5 separate regions of the Mus musculus genome follow, and regions 2, 3, 4 and 5 are each linked to region 1. A link is a contact called in public HiCAR-type, HiChIP or PLAC-seq and promoter capture Hi-C data. All regions are on one chromosome and are shown on one strand. Each heading gives the region's core, a stretch centred on a gene start, on an enhancer-like site or on the middle of the called end of the contact. The rest is flanking DNA. Distances are from core to core; before and after follow the strand shown.

Region 1 (2,681 bases), core at 120-2,619:
CCAGGGTTTGGCTTCGCTAACCCGGTTTAGAGGATACGGTTTTACACTTAAGCCTTCAGGGTAAACATGAACATCTAGAAAACTGTTTTTGTTCGTGTCTTAAAGAGAGCACTGGAGAGGGGTCTTGGGCGGGAGACAGAGACCTGCAAGGAGGCTGCTTCAGTTCCCTGAGGTGGGCACAAGTCTGGCAGACACGTAGAAAGTCCACAAGACTCCGAAGAGGGGCCAGGTACAAATCTGTCAGACTCGTAGGTCTACAAGGCTCGGGGACTAACGGCGGAAGAAGTTGGGTCCACAAGAGGTGCCTGAGAAGGACGTTTCCTGGGTGACTCAACGGAGAATGAGGTAAAGACCCTGCTGTTCAAGTCGAACTTCACAGACTAATTAATAAGCGCGAAGAAGGGACAGTAACCGAGCATGGCTCAAGAGATGTCAATGCAAGCTCCTACAGTGACTTTGACCAACAAAGGAATGAGCTGGAGTATTCAAGGAGTAATGCTTAAAATCAGCTCTCCGCAAGAACCAAAAATCACAGTGCACTGGAGAAAACTAAAGGTGGAGATCAAATGCTCTTGTAACAGAGGGAGGCTGGGTCACTTAGAGCCGCCACAAGGTCAGCATCAGCCTAGCTTCCAGGCCCCAGGGCAGAACTTCCCCTATCCATCCTCTGCTACCGAGTCCACACCTCGGCCTGCAGATCCAGGATCCCGCCACCTCCCGCCACTCGGCTTCCAGGTTCACCCCCACACTATGGCCTCACCCCCTCCCGCCCCTGAAGCTCTGTACCCCGGGCGATCTCCAGATACCCCCCTGACTCCGCCTTTAAGCCTCAGCGCGGCCCGTGTGCCATGCTCGAGGGGTCTGAACCCGCTCCGGCTCACCCAGGTTTAGGGACACCGCACCGGCTCACCCAGGTTTAGGGACACCGGTTTGGCCTCCCGGGTCTGGGTTCTCAGCTCGGGATCGCGCTCCCGGCGCTGTTTCCAGCTTCTCTGCCTTCAGTGTTTGCCTGAGCAAGCCTGGAGGCAACACAAAGGATCCTCCGCCCAGATTGCCCGTTTCCCCCGCCTCCTCCAAGGAGCTGCAGACCCGCCAAAAGAGCGCCAGCTCCGGGGGACAACACAGGCCTTCGAAGGCGCGAGAGCAGCAGACACTCACCGTACCGTTCCAAGCTCCCCGCCGCAGGACACTGCGCTTTGATCCCACCAGCACCAACACTGCAACTGCAGCAGCAGCAGCAGCAACAGCAGACTACCGCCGGTCACGCCCCACGCCACGCCCCTTCTCTACCTCCCCGCCCCATCCCCCCTCACACACCCCCCAACACCTCATCTCGCACACGCCAGTCGCGATTGGTGGTTTCAGCCCCGACTGAGCCCCGTCTCGTAGCGCAGGCCCCGCCCACCCAGGGCAAGCCTAGGGCCCCGCCCCCTCCGGCTCCGCCCCCTCGCGCGGGTTTCAAGCTCTGGTTCCCGCCATCTCTGGCTCCGCCAGCTGCCGCCTCCGGCCGACTTGCGCCACTTGAGGTAAATTTTAGAGAGGTCTTTCGGCCACGCCTGATTCCGGGGGCGCCAAGATGGGCGTCTAGGGAGGCGCCTCTGCCAGTCAGAACTCTGGCAGGAGAAAATAGAGCTGTGCCCCGCACTCGGTAATTCTACTTCCTCTCAATTGCACCGAGGCCTTTCTTCACTTCCGTCCACCTCTTGCTCCCTCAGTGAGAGGTCCTGACTACCTTACTGAAATCTCTGACTGGTTTACGTCCTATTTCATTCAGACTCTGACTCTGGGAAGTGGGTTTTGTTTTGTTTTGTTTTTGCATAATATACGAAAACACGAGCACAGCGATCAGCATCGAATTTCAGGGGCCCAGAATATTCTTAAGGACAAATGTACTCCAGAGAGCAGCCTCTTGCCTTCACCGCCTTTGCTTCGTTGGATGTAAGGGACTGACGTACACGTAGCCACACAGATGTCTACCGTTCGTTGCGTGTGGAATTCAAGCTCTTGCATTTCCATAATACATTTTTTATTTTTTCCAGTTCCATCAAAGGCTTTAAAAGGATAAGTGGACGGGCAGTGGTGGTGCACGCCTTTAATCCCAGCACTTGGGAGGCAGAGGCAGGTAGATTTCTGAGTTCGAGGCCAGCCTGGTCTACAGAGTGAGTTCCAGGACAGCCAGGGCTACACAGAGAAACCCTGTCTTGGGGGGGAAAAAAAAAGAAAGAAAAAGATAAGTGGTTTGCTCTCATGAAGAGCCATAGTGGTTAAATGTAGATTCCAGAAACAAATTGATCTATCATTATCCCTCCCAAAGTAAGTTAGAATCAGCCATTTTCTGTTGGACTTTAGCAGTAGGATGCATTCAACCCTCGCAGTGCATCGTGGAGGCTGTAGTTCACAAGGAAGGGTCTAATTGAGAAACCCCTTGTGCCCGGACCCCTCCCTGTGCTAAACGTTCTTAACAAAGTGATACCTTAGATAAGGTATCCTCAGCAGTTTCCTGCCGTTAATGTTGACTTCATCTAGAGAAGTTCGTTAGAGCAAAACATCTGGAGGTGATAGTTTTCATCTAAGCCCTGTAATTTCTCCTCACTGTGGGGACTCAGAGGGACCTGAAGCCGCCCTGTAAATGGGGACCCAGAGGGACCTGAAGCCGTTCTGGGCCTCAAGAGAGAAAGAAT
Region 2 (2,681 bases), core at 131-2,630, 750 kb before region 1:
AGATGGCTCAGCGGTTAAGAGCACTGACTGCTCTTCCAAAGGTCCTGAGTTCAATTCCCGGCAACCACATGATGGCTCACAACCATCCATAATGAGATCTGGCGCCCTCTTCTGGAGTGCCTGAAGATAGCTACAGTGTACTTACATATAATAAATAAATAAATAAATCCTTTAAAAAAGTAAAATACAAATACCTGTTTGATGTTTTAACTGATTGAGACAGGGTAGTAGTTACTGTGTAGCCTTGGCTAGCCTGGAACTCCCCATGCAGACTAGGCTGGCCTTGAATTCACAGAGATCTAGGGCTAAAGGCTTGTTGAGCCATCACACCTGTCAATATCTTCATTAAAACTTTTACTTTACATTATGAGATTAAATTAAATTTTGATCCTGCAGATCATACAAAATTAAAAGTAAAATAGAAAATCACTTTTCACATTTAGGTAAAACTTTTACATGAGTAAAACTACATACTAAATTTTGGGTCATTTTTATTTTAATATGATTTTTATGGTCATTGTAGTTATTAAAATGTTTTCAGCTGGGCGTGGTGACGCACGCCTTTAATCCCAGAACTCGGGAGGCAGAGGCAGGCGGATTTCTGAGTTTGAAGCCAGCCTGGTCTACAAAGTGAGTTCCAGGACAGCCAGAGGTATACAGAGAAACCCTGTCTCGAAAAAAAACTAAAAAAGAAAAAAAAATGTTTTCCGATGGCCCGGAATGATACATTTGTGTATGATAATTTGTTACATTTGTGTATAATTTGTTACATTTATGTATGGTAATTTGATTTATTACTCCCTTTTCCCTGTTACGGTTCTCCAAAGACATAGGATGTAGACTCAGTGCTATGCACCCTGTCTCCTACCCCCAAGAACATCCCCTCTACACATATTTCTCCTCCCCGGACACACAGGCACATACAGAGCGGGCCAAACTGGACAGGAAGACAAGCTGGAGATCGGGGCTGGAGATTCTGAAAGGTGCCTGCTGCCTGAGTTCCCATGGCCATCTATCCAAATCAGAGAGAGTAATCTGCTTTTCCCAGAGTCAACTGAGTGTTATTCTCATCTAAAACATACACAGTGGCATCTAGATGGATATTTGACCAGATGCCTGGTTACCATGGTTAGACAAATTGACTGAAAGGTTGTACCTACCGTTCTCCCAGGTTAAAAAGAAAAGAAAGAAAAGAAAAGAAAAGAGGAAAGGAAAGGAAAAAGGAAAGGAAAGGAAAGGAAAGGAAAGGAAAGGAAAGGAAAGGAAAGGAAAGGAAAGGAAAGGAAAGGAAAGGAAAGGAAAGGAAAGGAAAGGAGGAAAGAAAAGAAAGCACAACCTACACATGTCATAGCTCCTATAAGCCACTAGAGGGCACCATGACCATAGGAAATGGAAGGCATAGTGCCCACACTTTCTTTTAAGATAATCAAAGCCAGGGTAGAAACTCTGAGGGAAGCTTTCAAGTCTCTAATTTTTGTAGCTGGGAAAGTTGTGACCTTATGAAAGGCTACACTATGGGCTATGGAGGAAAACTGAAGTTCGGAGTTAGAACCATGACCTTTCACCTTGGCTTCTCGTGATTTCCACATAACGGCACACACTTTTGTTAGTGATCTCATGGCAATCATTTGCAATGCTGGGATTGTTTTGTTTGTTATAAGCTACATCTGAGAAAGAGGCCTCATCTTGTAAGAACAATGTAGGTGCAGAGTCTACAGAAGGAGTTACGGCAGGGCGGCTGCTCAGAGTTCCCACCCTTTGTTGGTATTGTGTCCAGAATAGTTTGGCTGAACACACAACACACTAAGGGTTTTCTTTGTTGGTTTCTTTTGTAAAACACTGGCTTCAAGTGACACCAGAGAGGCTTGCTGTGCACACAGTCTGGGTGCAAACATCTTTTCTTGGTGTGTGTGTGTGTGAGAGAGAGAGAGAACATATGTATGTGTGTTAGTTGCCAGGCAGTGTGTGTGGGGGTGTATTGAGTGAAAAGTGATGTCCCATGCAATAACATATATAATTTTTCTTTCATTTAAGAGTCAAGTCTAAATTTGAGAGCTCTAGCTCGTTAGTTCCAACAGGTGGATGAAGGGCTAATTTCTTTTGAGCATGCATGCATAATTTAAAATAAAAATTCTATATAACTTGGGAAAATACCATGTTTTGCCTTAAGTATCCGTCCTTTCTGGTTTTGTGGCAGCCCAGCCCCGTCTCCCTGTCCTAGACACCTTTCTCCAGGCTCTTTTCCTCTTCTTCGAGCTGCTGTCGCAGCCTTAGTCTCCCCACTAGGGGGCGAGCGAAGAAAGGCAGAACCAGGTCACAGGCCCGTTTGCTGCTCCAGGAAGAGCAAGCAGAGACTTACATAAGCGGGGTATTTGGGGCACTGTGTGGGGTGGCCATGTCCTGTACGTTGACTCTATAAAACTGTCAGGGATCCTCTCAGCTCAAAGGCTCCCACTGAAAATGATTAAAACACAAGATGCAACGGCAATGGGAATTTTAGTAGGATAAGCTTACCTCAGGGGCCAGATAACTCTCCTCGGTGCGATGAGTTTGCTATGGTTTGTCTGACTACAAGTACATGCTCAGGAACGTGGTTACTCAGTTCTGAGAGACCTCACAGCTGTGGATCCGTGAGTGTTTTCATCATCTTGGTATTGAGTGTCCTCTACCGCAAGTGCTAG
Region 3 (2,681 bases), core at 135-2,634, 720 kb before region 1:
ACACACACACACACACACACACACACACACACATTTGTTACTTAAAGTTAAAACCTAGGTGTGTATTCCCTGACCACCTCAATGTGTGTAATTCCTAGATGAGCTCCACACGCCGTGGAAACATCACTGAATGAAGAGAGAGGGGACAGTGTATATCTCACATTGATGCCTGACAATTGGTTCTCTCTCTCTTTCTCTTTTGAAAAGTGGCTGGGGTGGACGGGGTCGTGGCTTTACCTAGCGTTTAGTCCTCGAAGTGGACAGAGGCTATCAAAGCCGATAGAATAATTGCTGTAAGAATTGCACCAAACAAACACATTCAGCACACGGAGGGCACCAGGTCCTGTGAACAAAAAGGCATTCTTATCTGCCCTAAATGAACTTACAGCCTGTTTGGGGAGATAAATATTACTATACAGTTTAATAAAAGGCCATGTTAGCAGTGTCCAAAGGCATTGAGAGAATCCAGACAGGGAGGCTGGCTAATTTAAGTGTGGAAGTCTGCAGGCTGGCTGATAGAAGGAATCAAAAGGTTGTAAAGAAAAGCTCCCCAAAGAGAAGAGTGATGGAGGGGGCGGGGCTGGGCGGGGCGGGGCAGGAAGAAGATGGAAGTTAGCGTTTGGAAGAGGGGGATGAAATAAAGGATGTTGTAAGCTGAAGAAAGAAGCAGTGTGTGACAGAGGCTTGAAGGCAAGACAAACTTCTTGGGGGAATCAGAGCAGAGACAAGAGAGGAATTTGTTTGGTGGTCAGGACTTTTGCTGCTGAGCCGCTCAGGGGCCATTAACGTTCAAGCCAGTGAAGGATGCGGTTGAAGTTTATGCTTTAGGAAAAGCCAGGAGGGAGTGACATGAGCCATTACCTGAGATCCTTCTTGGATCCTCTGATCGGACTGTTCCCAGCAGACACAGGTCGATAGAGAGCAGTGATTCTCAACCTTCCTAACGCTGCAATCCTTTAATACAGTTCCTCATGTGGTGACCCCCCTCCCAACCATAAAATTATTTGTGTTACTACTTCATAACTGTAATTTTGCCTTTGTTACGAATCAGAATGTAAATACCTGTGTTTTCCGATGCTCTTAGGCGACCCCTGTGAAAGGGTCATTCGATCCCCAAAGGGGCCCTGATGCACACAGCTTGAGAAACACTTATGTAGAGGAAACACCCAGGTACTAGGAGACACCATGTGGTGGCTACTGGCTTGCCACAGAACTTTAGTTCCTTTTGCTGTTAGCTCTTCTTCTTCATCCCTAGAGGCCTCTGCACTCTGTGACTTCAGGCAATAGATGCCTGGCTGATGTAAAAAACATCAGCTGACCCCAAACCTGGAACTTAGTTGCTCAAGAGCCAGCTTGTTGACTCCCCCTCCCCCACTGGCCTTTTTCTCCAGTGTCTCTAGGTGGAGCCTATAGGCATTGTATTATCAATAGCAAGGAAGCAATGTCCTGTCCCCCCATCCTGCCCCACCCCCACCCCTGCTCAAACCTGTTCCAGAACCCTGAAGATCCTGTTTCCCCAAGTGAGAATTAGGGGCACTTCAGCCTTCCCAGCTTCAGGGTGTCTGACCTAAAATATTTGCTTTCATGAGGCATTTTAAGTGATTTATGAAGAGGGGGAAGATGGCGGGAGAGGGCGTGTGTAGACTGGGTGACCTTGACCTCATTAGATCAGGAGTATTGCGCTGTAGGACCAGGCACTGAAGGGGTCACATTACTTGATGTCATTGTTTCTCCTAATTGCTCTCAAGATGAAAACCTTTTTCTTAGTGTTTCCCAAACTAACAGTTTTTATTTTTGAAACTTTCAGATCTTTTCTAAACATAAAAGTTGCTGGGTTTAAAAAAATCTGTATATTTTCCGCATGTTATCACCTCCTTACCTGATAAAAATAGTTATGAGCTGACAGTATTCACCATGTTCCGGGAATTGTTCTATACCCCAGGCATATGAAAATTCAGCTAATTTCCTTAGTAACCCATCCAAGAAGGTCCTGTTATTAGTATCACTTTAGTATCAGTAGGAAAAAATATATAAATATAACTATGAACACACAGGCACATACACACACAATCAAAATATTTGCCAAGACAAAACAAAACAACAAAACATGCTTCCCACCAGAAGTATCTTAGATATCAGATTTGGAAATATGTCTATATACAAATGAGGTGACTTAGAAACGGGACCCAAATGCAAACCCATGTTTTATATGTATTATACGGTGTGCTTTTGTTCCATTGTCTTCCAAAAGCACCTGTGTTTGGTCACGTGCAGTCAGGCCTGGAATTTTCTACTTGCTGCTTATACATTCAAAGCTTTTGGACTTTAGAGAAGTTTGCATTTCAGGTTTTCAGATTGCAGATATCCAAACTGTAATAGCAACAGGAATGATACACCTGGTATGAAAACCTAGGCAGCCTGGCCTTGAAGACTGGCTAAGTAGGCTGTGCACACAGATACTTTGTATCTTTACATTGGGCGCCATCTTTACTACACTCATTCTTCCCAAATCCTGACCACTGAGAAGTGGCAAGGTATGCATGGACTTGCACAAGTTACTTATATTTTCTGTCTCTTCCTTGTGTATAAAATGACTTCAGCTTTAAAGTTCTTGAGAGAGGGGGGAGGGAGGGGGAGTTGAGGAAAAGAGGAAGGGAAAGAGAGGGAAAGGAGAGAGCGGG
Region 4 (2,681 bases), core at 137-2,636, 670 kb before region 1:
AAATTATGGCTGTATTTTTGCTTTGAGTTCTTCTGTGGCCCCCAGTCCATCAAGAGTAGGAAATAAAACTTTGAACATGGCTAGCAAGTCCCTGCATGATCTACGCTCCCTCTCTCTGACCTCACCGCCCACGGCTTTCCTGTTCAGCTCTGACTCCAGCCATACTGGCCTTCTTGCATTTCTTCCAACAGAAACCAAGACTGGTTTAGACTTCAGGACCGTCGCACTTGTTCCCATGGCCCTGGACACCAATCCCTTCACTCTTTGAGGGGCTCTTCATGCTCTAGGCCCCAGCTACTGGCATGCCTCACAGAGGTTAATGCATCTTTATAAAATGTGGCACAACTTTTGGCTTTAACTCAGCTTCCTGCATTTCTTTTCTGCTGGACCATTCATTGCATGGGACCATATTTGGTATGTTGCCTATTTAATCTGCTCAGTGAATGAATACCAAAGTTGTCACATGATCACAATCCCTCTTAAGTCATAATTACTGCAAAAATTTGTGTGACCATTTTGGTGTCTTGAGAACTGATGTTTTGTTGATTTGAGATACCTGAATGTCAGTAACGCCCATTCGTGAAAACATTAACAAAAAATTCACCTCTATGGCCCTTTACACATTGATCTTCTAAACCAGTCGTCTTTCTGTTCCTTGCCATTTTAGCAAAGGGTACCTTTTAAAGGCTTGTCTTGAATCTAAAAGGAGGTCGCTAAACATTTAGCTAATAGGTTTGTAGTTAGTAATTAATATTGCTTGATGTAGTTATAGGTTTTATATGCGACTTGTGGCTTTTTATCCCCACCCCCTTGGTATCCACAGAGAGGTTGTTCTGGCTATGTATTACCAAGCCACATACTGGAGATGGATGATGGCCTCCCTTCTAGATCTCATTGCCTTTCTGCCTCCTGGATGTCTTGCCAGAGCTTCCTGAATCTTAACCCTTTAGGGCCCTCCGACTGCTGAATACACGTTTCCATGAAGGCTTCCTATTGCTGGCTCTGCATCTTGTCACCCATCAGCGTGGAATGCCACCTTTAAAAATGATTGGGAACGTCTCGTTGTCACAGATGCATTAAAGAAAAGGAAAAAAAAAAAAAAGAAAGAAAGAAAGAAAAAAAAAAAAAAAAACCACCCAGCTCAAACGGGAAATGACAGATCACCTCCAGAGGCAATCAAGTTTATTCTCCTTGTTTAGAGCTCAAAACGCATTTTTGGCAACCCAAATGGGGAGGTGAGAGTGGTGGATAAGAATGGGAGTGGCGGCGCGTGGCGGGGCTGGCGGCCAGGCCGGGCGCCTTTAACTCGGCGTGACCTCGCGTCTGGCCCGCGCCCCCTCCTCCGCGCGCACCGCTGTCCTGCAGCGATTGGTGCTTGGACCATAAGCAGCTGTGCAGGGCCCGGCGGTGCAGAGGCCCCGGGCCCGCCAGCGCAACCAGGCCATTGGGGAGTGACTTCCACTCAGGATCGCAGAGGGCGCAGGCCGTTGGCGCGTGGCAGTCGGCGTGGGCCTGGCGTCCCCGCGCGTTCGCGGCGCCCCGCGTCTCCGGCTGGGCGCAGGTGGACCAGGCCGGGCGCCGCAGATCAGCGCGTTCCCACGAAGGCTAGCCCTCGGAGCGAGGGGGAGGGACCATCGGAAAGACGTGGAACGATCCGCGCGGTGTCATCCGCAGGGCCCAGGCCCCGCGCCGCCGCCGCCGCCGCCGCCGTCGCCGTCGCCGCTGGGGCTTTGCTGCGGGGATCTACGCCGAGCCTCCGCGCTGCCCCGAGATTAGCATGACACTGGGTAGCCGTCCCGCTTTCGGCGGTGCCAGAGCGCAACGCGCTAGTCCCCGAGCCGCGATGGCCTCGCGCGGGGGCCGATCGCCGGGCTCCGCAGCCACCGCGGCCCGTGAGTAAGAGTATGCCTGCGGCGGGGGACCCACGCGTGTCGGCACGCGCCCCCACCCTCCCGCGCCCCCGCCAGCCTCGGAAGGAGGAAGCCTGACGGCGCGCCGCGGTCGCCAGCACCCAACGGGGCTCTTCCTGCGTTGTCGCAGCGGCGGTCCCGGTGCTCCCGTGCGCCCCCCGTTCGAGCCTCTGGAATGAAGACTGCCTCCCGAGGACTGCGAGAGAGAAGCAGAGACAGCGGGCGCCGGGGACTGCGGCCCTCGCGGCTGGGAGGTCCAGGGGGACGCGACTCGGACGCTGTCATCCCCACGCCTCGCGCTGAAGCCTCCTAGTGCGGTTGGGGCTGCCGCCCACCGGTCAAGCTGCCGGGGCGTGCGATCCCGGGTCGGCCCCCGGAGGCCTCGGCTTCCTCATTTGTTTGGGTCTTTTGTGCTGTGGCGCACAGTTGGCTAAGCACTCCTGCGCTGAATCGGGCCATTGTCTGCGCTCCCATTGCTTCCACGCTGCAAGTCTCGGCGCCCCCACCCGGGCCGCCCCCTCCCGGCCGCCGAGCCTCCCAACGTGCCTTCCCCCTCAGGAATCTGGAAGCTGGAAGCCCGGCGGATTGCAAATGAAGTGGAATGCATTGTGGGACGAGTGTAAAATCCGAGCCTTCTCCGTGGGGGTGTGGGGGGGCGTGGGGAGGGCCGGACCTGCCGCCGGCGGTGTAGACACCGACGAGAAGAGGGGCTGGGGGAAAAAATGTGCGCAGAGTCCTCCCGGGTCGTGGCCTCGGTAGACGGATGAAGCA
Region 5 (2,681 bases), core at 129-2,628, 630 kb before region 1:
TTGACTATCTAAGTGGGCAGGGCTTCTTTCTTTGGTACTCGGAAGTAGACCTTCAGGGATGCAGGCAAGACTACAGAGGGTTTTCCCAGTCCGTGTTCCCCGGGCGGGTCCTGCTCTCCCCTACCTCCTCCTCGGTTACTCGGGGGCTACAAATCTGCCCATTGCGGATTATTTCACACTGATAAAAATGAATAGCACAACCACGGAGGAAACAGAATCCAAGTCGGTGTTCCCAGGCTGTTGTTGCTCTCCCCCTTTTCTCATTTGATTCAAATCAGTGCAGACTGGCCTCCTTCGCAATAGCACTTGCACCTTCTGAACTTCGATGTTTGCTGTCTCTGCCCGTTCAGCTTGCTCAGAGCTAATTGTGTCGGTGGCAGGCTCAGATACCTTCAAATTTAAGATGTTTACCTTCAAAGATGCCTTTGGTATCCTCCCCAGTGACAAAGGTTTGGCTCAGGACGCAGAGGGAATTTTCAGAAAAGACGATGAAGGGAGGAGCCATCATCCTTGAAGCAGTTGGGAATGTTGGATTTATTTCTCTTTGCTTTGGTAAACAAAAGCTGGCATTTCTTTCCATGGGTTCTCAGCGGTGGGGCTGCCACCTTGGTAGAGACTGGTGGGCAAATGGAACCCATGCAGTAGGTTGCCAGCCTGGCGATTTTTGCCAGAACTTCTCTAAGCACTTGCCATATTGGCAGTGCCCCCTCCACCCCCCAATCCTCTCTGTGTTTGTTTATTTATTTATTTATTTATTTACTCACTCACTCTGCTTGCATCGTGGAATTCTGGGTAAAGCTGTTTTAAGTCAGAATCATGTTAAAACAACAACATTTAAGAGAACATTTTGACCAAGAACAATGCAAATATTGCAACATACGTAATCTATGCCAAATTGGCTTACAGATTTCAAAACAGGAAGAGTGTTGTTAGCGACGTTCATGGTTTGGTTTTGCTTTGCTGCAGATTAGGTTTAGCGACAAATTCCATCTGGCTACAGCTACATGCAGTCTCTCCATTGATTGGTTATATTGGGACTTCATGGGAGTGTCCTTCAGTTAGCTTTTCCCAGCATTTTTTAAAGCTTCATTGAAGAAAAAAATGGGGTGGGGGGGACGGGGAGGGAGAAAAGAGAAGGACCCTGCATTGTTTTAATTTGCGTCCAACATGCAAAACATAGTTCTAAAATTTTAATTAGCTAAGTGAGCGGTGAAAAGAAAAAAAAAAGTAATAGAACAAGCCTCGGTGAGCAGCTGGGATGTGTTGCCATGACAACAAGTTCAGCAGGGCTGCCAGCGAGCATGTCAATGGGTAATATTGGGAGAGGGCTTTGCAACAGTGCCTGCTAGCCACAATGTGATTGGTCACGCCTCTGTTGTCTTTGTGTGAACCGGTGGATGCTGGGTAAGACCCAGAGTGAATGCTCAGCTTGTCTCAAGGCTGCAATGAGGTAATGCTTCGGAATCTTTGGGGATTAGGAGCTCCTGGCTCCGAAAGACTGCAGTTTAGAGCGCTCTCCTTTCTCTTTGCCTTAATTACTGACTGTAACCCGTAAGGAAGTTTTACAGCTGCCTTCATTTGTTCTCTTATATGGGCTTGCGTTGTATTACAGATAACACGTGCAGACGTGGCATATAGAATCTCAAGCGTAGTCCAAAAAAAAAAAAAAAAAAAAAAAAAAAAAAAGAGATAACCCTCCATGTTATTCATCCTGCATAGAGTCAACATGCATTTGATCTCTGGCATCAGTGACAATCTCTCTTGGTGGATAAATGATATTTTAAAGTGCATTTGTGTTGGGTAAGCAAACTTGTTCCTATCTGGAGACGATTTTGGCATTGATTACTTTTTAGAGTCTTTTGTATGATTCGTGTTTATGATAGCCATGAGGGGGTTGCAGAAAGTGCCAGTTTTGCTCGTTTTTGATTCCTTGAGATTGGCCAGTTTATATCCTGATAATGATCCTACAGGGTTTTTTTTCCCCCCATTTATCGAACAGAATACGTGGCTGCTTCAGAATGATCTACTGAATAAATGCATTGACCGTTCAAACTCGAATCTAAAAAGGAAGCCGAGTTTACAGACAGCAGAGAGGGAGGGCTGTGGATGGGTGGTTTGTGAAGCACGGAGGGTGCTGGTGACAGAGACAAACCCCTAAGCCCCGACCCTGGTTCTCTGTGGCACCGTGACTCAGATCCTCTCCAGGATCTGTTCAGGTAGTCTGGGAACGTTTTGTCAGATTTGTGGGTAGTAAACTGGTGCCCTATGACGGTCGGGGCAGCGTCTACATCGGTGGTGTCCCTAACTAGTGGGGGGAACTGCACTGGATGATTGGATTCACCCCAGCTCCAGAGAGACGTGTGTGAGCCAGCATTTGGACCCAGCTGCTGCTGTATTGGCTTCTTGTTGTATTCACCTTGCAAACTGTTCCTAGAAAAGGCCTAAGTCTTTAAATGAATAAGCAGAATGAAACCACCTCAGCAACAAGGAATGCCTATTTCTGCCCCTGCAGAGCATGGTGAACTCTGCCAGTTGCCCAGCTTTATCTGAGGTCAGGCCACAGACGTGTCTCAGAACCTAGTTGATCCAGCGGGACCATCACCTCAGGAAATTCAAAGCTGTTAAGCAGTGGGTAGAAGGTTCTGCCGTGCATCAAACTGACCCCTCTATGCATTTAAAGA

Evidence for each region. Promoter capture Hi-C pulls out the DNA fragments that hold promoters and counts their contacts. HiCAR-type assays count read pairs that join an accessible place to other places. HiChIP or PLAC-seq counts read pairs in DNA pulled down with a chosen protein or histone mark.
Region 2: a contact with region 1 is called in a promoter capture Hi-C map of hippocampal neurons, with 7 times the contacts expected there. The contact joins the enhancer-like site here to the promoter of Casp3 in region 1. A contact is called at or near these places in 19 of 39 promoter capture datasets (the 3T3-L1 cell line, 3T3-L1-derived adipocytes, the C10 cell line and 11 more), 1 of 15 datasets of contacts at CTCF or cohesin (large pre-B cells), 17 of 115 datasets of contacts at active chromatin or transcription factors (the 230-238 cell line, T-cell acute lymphoblastic leukemia, craniofacial prominence and 8 more) and 2 of 9 other capture datasets (embryonic stem cells and liver).
Region 3: a contact with region 1 is called in an H3K4me3 HiChIP or PLAC-seq map of embryonic stem cells, with 8 times the contacts expected there. The contact joins the enhancer-like site here to the promoter of Casp3 in region 1. A contact is called at or near these places in 4 of 39 promoter capture datasets (cranial neural crest, embryonic stem cells, hippocampal neurons and 1 more), 10 of 115 datasets of contacts at active chromatin or transcription factors (astrocytes, embryonic forebrain, embryonic hindbrain and 4 more) and 1 of 9 other capture datasets (adipose tissue).
Region 4: an H3K27ac HiChIP or PLAC-seq map of cardiomyocytes shows a contact between it and region 1, with 6 times the contacts expected there. The contact joins the promoter of Stox2 here to the promoter of Casp3 in region 1. A contact is called at or near these places in 4 of 39 promoter capture datasets (cranial neural crest, embryonic stem cells, hippocampal neurons and 1 more), 1 of 484 Hi-C or Micro-C datasets (cortical neurons) and 7 of 115 datasets of contacts at active chromatin or transcription factors (astrocytes, cardiomyocytes, embryonic forebrain and 3 more).
Region 5: a HiCAR-type map of astrocytes shows a contact between it and region 1, with 2.6 times the contacts expected there. The contact joins the enhancer-like site here to the promoter of Casp3 in region 1. A contact is called at or near these places in 1 of 39 promoter capture datasets (hippocampal neurons), 3 of 115 datasets of contacts at active chromatin or transcription factors (astrocytes, forebrain and large pre-B cells) and 1 of 9 other capture datasets (liver).

Annotation. Positions count from the first base shown.
Region 1 is chr8:46,615,979-46,618,659 of GRCm38.p6, reverse strand. It overlaps Casp3 (caspase 3), which reads right to left and starts at 1,369. Exons shown (of 7, transcript NM_001284409.1): 1 at 1,159-1,369. Primpol (primase and polymerase (DNA-directed)) reads left to right here and starts at 1,433. Exons shown (of 15, transcript NM_001001184.2): 1 at 1,433-1,526.
Region 2 is chr8:47,370,525-47,373,205 of GRCm38.p6, reverse strand. It overlaps a transcript of Stox2 not described here. Among named protein-coding and RNA genes, the nearest start is that of Gm39171, 48 kb to the right of the region's middle. Within about 2 kb of position 1,380, at least 30 of the 459 cell types and tissues checked have an H3K27ac peak or open chromatin away from gene starts, as enhancers often do. A contact at or near this core is called in forebrain, hippocampal neurons and stem cell-derived neural progenitor cells, where this site is marked.
Region 3 is chr8:47,337,799-47,340,479 of GRCm38.p6, reverse strand. It overlaps a transcript of Stox2 not described here. Among named protein-coding and RNA genes, the nearest start is that of Gm39171, 16 kb to the right of the region's middle. Within about 2 kb of position 1,384, at least 12 of the 459 cell types and tissues checked have an H3K27ac peak or open chromatin away from gene starts, as enhancers often do. A contact at or near this core is called in embryonic stem cells, where this site is marked.
Region 4 is chr8:47,288,107-47,290,787 of GRCm38.p6, reverse strand. It overlaps Stox2 (storkhead box 2), which reads left to right and starts at 1,386. Exons shown (of 4, transcript NM_001114311.1): 1 at 1,386-2,681.
Region 5 is chr8:47,241,453-47,244,133 of GRCm38.p6, reverse strand. All of the region lies in intron 1 of Stox2 (storkhead box 2), which reads left to right. Among named protein-coding and RNA genes, the nearest start is that of Gm51570, 22 kb to the right of the region's middle. Within about 2 kb of position 1,378, at least 185 of the 459 cell types and tissues checked have an H3K27ac peak or open chromatin away from gene starts, as enhancers often do. A contact at or near this core is called in astrocytes, forebrain and hippocampal neurons, where this site is marked.